Regions from separate parts of the Hordeum vulgare genome. Here region 2 is linked to region 1. Evidence: chromatin contacts called from public Hi-C data. All regions are on one chromosome and are shown on one strand. Each heading gives the region's core, a stretch centred on a gene start, on an enhancer-like site or on the middle of the called end of the contact. The rest is flanking DNA. Distances are from core to core; before and after follow the strand shown. Region 1 holds the start of LOC123409656 (rhamnogalacturonan I rhamnosyltransferase 1-like). Region 2 has its middle 41 kb from the start of LOC123408969.

Region 1 (2,700 bases), core at 201-2,700:
ATGATTGCCACCAGTAAAAGCATATTCAAGTGTTCAATTTCAACCAGCCTAAAAAGTGTGATCCTAACATGGAAAGAACCAAAACATGAATCTATCGTGTAGGCTGCAACTGCAAACGACCAGAATAGTGAAGACCTGCTCCTGACCCACCAAGGCACCAATCGAAAGGAGATCCGACATTGCCCAATTTCTGCAATCGGGATCACCACATGTCCAGCTTAAAAAAGATGATGAATTTACTGTTTTGGATGCAGCTAACAGCGTTACCACGGAATGAATCCGCAACACCTGAGCTAAATTACGCGAATTTGCAAGCACAGGAAAATGAGCAAAATGTGCGCCAACCACCAATCTTTATCATCCCATTCCCAGGCTGATGATATCGCCGGAGCTAAACTACGCGAGTTTGCAAGCACGGGAAGAAGAGCAAAATGTACGCCAACCACCAATCTTTATCATCCCCAGGTCGATGAAATCTACGCTGTGGATTTCGGAAGGATGTACCACACCGAAATGCTGGCGGCCTGTCAATGTCCTAGGAACAGCATTCGGACACGGAGCGGATCGAACAGGGCGAACGAAAGCGAGCGAGCTAGCGAGCGAAGAATGAAACTCACTTTTGGGCGGCAGCAACGCGGCCCTGTCGACGACGGCCGGGCGCACGGCGGCGGCCTCCTCGGGGGCCGTGAGGCAGGAGGGCCATCCCTTGAGCACCCGGGGCCCCCACGTCTCGCCGACGGCGGTGAGCTGCATGACGCAGGTCCAGAGCAGGACGGTGGTGGTGGCGCGCACCATCCAGAGCTTCATCCGCGAGCGCGCGGCGGACGACGGCGGGCACTTGAGCTTGTCGCCTCCGATGCCGGCCGCCGCCTTACCCCCCATGGCCGCCTTCCACGCCATCAACGACCATGGACCGACGGGAGCAGAACAATCTTGGCGGCACCAGCTGCAGCAGCAAGCATCCGTGCCTCAAACCCGCCGCCCGCCTCGAGGAGCCCGCCTGGCCCTGGCTCCGTTCCCACCCAATGCAGCGCCAAACAAGGCCTCTCCCGCCGTCACTCCACCGCTGCCCAGAGCGCCGCGACGTTGGTGACAGAAACGCGGCCGCGGACGGCCCTCGCCGCGTCGTCGGACGAGCAGCAACCGCCCGTCGGCCCGGGCGTGGCGCCGTGTCGATCGGCTCCTCTCCTTGAAGGAACGGCAGGAGCAGGCCGGTAAAGCGCGTGCCGCCGTCGGTGACAGGTACCGGTAGGCGCCGGAATGGGCGGCGGGGTCGGAGGATCGGCGCCGGAGACGGGCGGGGTGGCGGGGCGGATCTCGGGGCAGAGGGAGGGGGTGAGAGGGAGGGAGGCGTGGGAGAGCGATTTGTGGGGGCGCCTAGTTATTTTTGGGCCGCGGCGTCGGTGGTAGTGACCGTGACCGTGACGCACACACTCCTCCTCTCCTCTGATCCCCGGGGCCAGGCAGGGGGGTGCGCGTAGCCGTATTAATGCGTGTCCTAATCCGCTGCGGTAAACGGTTGGTGGCACCGGGGGGTTGCACACGGGCGGGCGCCGCGCACACGTGGAGGGCCTCAGATGCCAGCGGACGGCCGGGATTGGACGGCGCGGTTAGAGCGGAAGGAGCCGTTTGGGCCCGTGACGACGGGGTCGGCGCTGCGCGGCTGCCGGCGCGGAACGCCGTTTGTTTAAACTGACGACGGCGACGACTCGATCCGCCTCTCATTTTTATTACTACTCCTTGTTGGCTTGGCTCGCCGTGCTGCTGTGTTGACAGTGTTGTGTGCAGGGACCTGATTAATTTGCCACTCCTTGTTGTTGTTGTTGGAGTTTTGTATTGCTCTCGCGGCTCACATGCCGGTGTTTGCTTCTTGTTTTTGTCCTGGGCATTTTTTCTTTCAGAGCTATACCGCTGTATTAGGTATCTTGTGGGGGAAATCTTCTTCGGCACGTGGCAAGGCTGTTGCTGCTGGCTGCTTTTTTACAATTTTATCACTGTTTCGGCGAGAGCATCTACAATCCAACCTTACAAATCCAACCCCATAAATATTGGTGGACATGCCCAATCGGTGATCAGGCGTGTCCTTTATTGATCCATTCACGCATTCATACTTTTTATTCTCTTCCTTATATGTCCGGTCACTTGCACGTGATTGGTGAATAGGAAGAGAGAAAAAGAAAATAATGAATAAAGAAAAAAAGATGGTCCGGGGTGAGGTCACGTCCTATGTGACGGGCTGACCGGACATGCCCGGGCGCATCCGCGAGCCCTTATATTCTCCTCATGTTTGAGATGGATATGAGAGTTTGCGGACAGTCCGGAAATATAGGGACGATATGATGGGTCCGGTTGGGTCATTTTTTTCCTTCTCTCTGTTGTCCGATCACTGACCGGGCACGTCCACAAACGTATGAAGGATCATTTGAGAGGTCCATTTGTAGATGTTTTAATGGCATGTGAGATGCATCATTATTTTTTTGGGGAGAAACTTCGAGTCTATTCATAATGAGGCAATCATGCCGCTACACATACAATCAGGTCCATGGATCATTTACCGACGACCAAGCAATGGAGCGAGAAGAAGACGCGACACCGTCAACGACTTTCCTTATCGGATTCGGGCAAATCTATAGAAAGTCGTGAAGTCTTGGTGCTACATCTCCACATGATCGACGCGCAAGGTCAGCAACCATCGTCAAT
Region 2 (2,700 bases), core at 121-2,620, 210 kb after region 1:
GTACTTTGCAAGATTTGTAGTGAGATAACATTTTGAATTTTGAAACATAGGAGAATGGGCATCATAAGTTGAATGCACAAGATCGTGAAATTGAAATTTGTTTGCTCTCGTCTGCTATGGTATAGAGCTGGAATAATTGATTGGGCAATGACTAAAATCGAGACCATGATTTTGAGTTGGAGTCCCATACTTGCATTTACAATTTGCATTTTTGTAAGAGTGTTATTCTCACATTAGGTTAGGTGTATTTGTTTACTTGGAATAGGTCTCACACCAAGTAAAAAATTATATTTCTTTTTTGAAGGTTGCTAGTCCCACATGTGAGTAAAAGTGCTTTTGTTTATTTGTGTGTCCCCACATGTGAACTCATCATCAACTCCAATATTTACAAGTAGGAAGATCTGTTATGTTTTTATTAGGTTTGCCTTTTTTACGAGCCTTTTGCTTTTCTTTCCCTTTTGTTCATTTTCTTTGGTTTTCATTGTTTCATTTCATTATCTTTATATGTCTTTCTTCGGTTTTACTTGATTCTATTGGTTTTCATTGTCTTTCTATGCACATTATTGTTATATATCTATTACATATTTTAGTAAACTTATAACAGTTTTCAAATAAAAGATTAATATTTATTAAATACATGGTCAATATCTTTTTATACACATTTAACATTTTTTAAACGCTTAATTAACAATTTTTTAGTACACAATCAATATTTTTATATACACATTTTTTTAAACCTTGACTAATTTTTCTAAATACAAACTTAAAATTTATTAATACATCGTTACATCATTTCAATAGACATTTAATACCTTTTCCAAATGCTTGATTAGTTTTTTTAACATACAAGATTAATATTTTTTTAATACGTGGACAACATTTTTTGTACACATTCTATTTTTTTCAAATGCTTGATTATCATTTTTTGAATACATTGTCAATAGTTTTTTAATACACGATCAACATTTTTTCTATACACATTTAATAATTTTGAAATGCTTGCTCAATTTTTTCAACTATGTGGATTAGAATTTCTTTTAGATACTTGGGTTAACATTTTCTAAATACATCAGCATTTTTTTCATACACATTTTTAGTACATTTTTATATTCATGAGAAAACATATTTGCTATATACATTACCATTATTAATATGCTTGGTTATATTTTTGGAAATGTTTTTATGTAAAGTTTTGTAATATATTTATTTAGAATATTTCAAGTTATAAACAAAAGTAAAATAGGAAGGAAAAAAACAAAAATGAAAAAGTAAAAAACGAAGTGGTGGCCGCCGACGCAGCTAGGCTGGACCATCTTACGCCTCCCTTCATGCGTGTCATCCATCCGCCGAAACAAGGTCTAGCTGCGCCCTCGTGCTCGCGGGTGAGAGCGAGCGATTGAGCAAGCACTGGTGTTGTGCTGGGTCCACCCATATACGTAATCGCTTGAGGCAGTGTTGCCATCAGGAGCTCCAATACGGTGCTGCACACGCCCGTTCACGCTCCTGCCGCATGCAGCGTCCCGCGCTGGGCCGAATCAAAAAGGTCATTGATTTTTTTAAATGTTCATAGACTTTGAAAATAATAATAATTAAATTTGAAAAAAATATCACATTTGAGAAAGATTCATCAATTTTGATAGAAATTTCAGTGATTTTGAAAATCATTCATCAAATTTGAAAAAAGTCATTGAATTTAAAAAATAGTCCTCAAATTTGAAAAGAGTTCATCAAATTTGAAAAGAGTTCATCAAATTTGAAAAAAGTTCACTAATTTTGAAAAAACGTTCATCAAATTTCAAAAAAAGTACATCAATATTTTTAGCAGTTCTTAAAACTGAAAAAAGTTTCAAGAATTTGAAAAAATAATCCGCAAATTTTTAAACAAAGAAAAATATAAGAAAAACCGAATAAAACGCCCAAAACGGTACCGAACCGAAAACCAGGAAAAAGAGAATAAAATGGAGGAAACGAATAACTTAATCACATGTATTGCCACAGCCTAGTTTTCTTTTGTGAAATATTGTGACGGCCTAGTTGTTAGTGCGGTCGCAGCGAAGCGTGAGGTCGTGGGTTCAATCCCGAGCGTAGCAGCTCTTTTTGACAATTTAACAGAAAAAACGAAGCCAACATGGGCCAGCCCAACAGCAGAACGGGGGTGCGCTCTGCAGGGGCCTGTCACTCGAGTAGCCCAACCCAATTAGCATTGTTTATTTCCTATTTTATGACGATTCTACAAGCTTCTCATCCATTTTTTACATTATTATTTCTTTTCTATTGTGTACTATATCAATGTTTAATTTTCCTGTTTATTATTTCTTTATTTTTATTGTTTTAAAAATCTCCCAAAAATTAAAAAGGTTTTTTTAAATACGAAATATCCAAAATATTCTGTTGTGTTCAAAAAAGTTTTAAAATGTTAGCCGTTTCATAAAATATTCAATATTGAAAATAAGCAATACTATTATTTTAAAATAGATTCAATAATCCTACCTGTCGCATCTTGCGGCAGGGAAGCGCTGAAACGCACAAGGGTTCGCCACAAATAGGCCGGCCCAGATTTATTTTCTGTTTCCAAAAATCTAATAATCATTTTTTATTATTTTTTTCTATTGTTTTTTCTGCTTATTCCCTTTATTTTTTTCTTTTTTGGTTAGTTTTTCATTATTTTTTCCTTTTCTTTTCATATTTGAAGCAAAAGCA

The links. Hi-C and Micro-C count contacts between places; a contact is called where the count stands out from the background.
Region 2: a contact with region 1 is called in a Hi-C map of leaf, with 4 times the contacts expected there. The contact joins the enhancer-like site here to the promoter of LOC123409656 in region 1. A contact is called at or near these places in 3 of 6 Hi-C or Micro-C datasets (leaf and seedling) and 1 of 1 datasets of contacts at active chromatin or transcription factors (embryo).

What each region holds. Positions count from the first base shown.
Region 1 is chr7H:124,329,327-124,332,026 of MorexV3_pseudomolecules_assembly, forward strand. LOC123409656 (rhamnogalacturonan I rhamnosyltransferase 1-like) reads right to left here and starts at 1,451. Exons shown (of 8, transcript XM_045102519.1): 1 at 618-1,451. The coding sequence starts at 900.
Region 2 is chr7H:124,544,346-124,547,045 of MorexV3_pseudomolecules_assembly, forward strand. No RefSeq gene overlaps it. Among protein-coding and RNA genes, the nearest start is that of LOC123408969, 41 kb to the left of the region's middle. Within about 2 kb of position 1,371, at least 2 of the 3 cell types and tissues checked have open chromatin away from gene starts, as enhancers often do. A contact at or near this core is called in leaf, where this site is marked.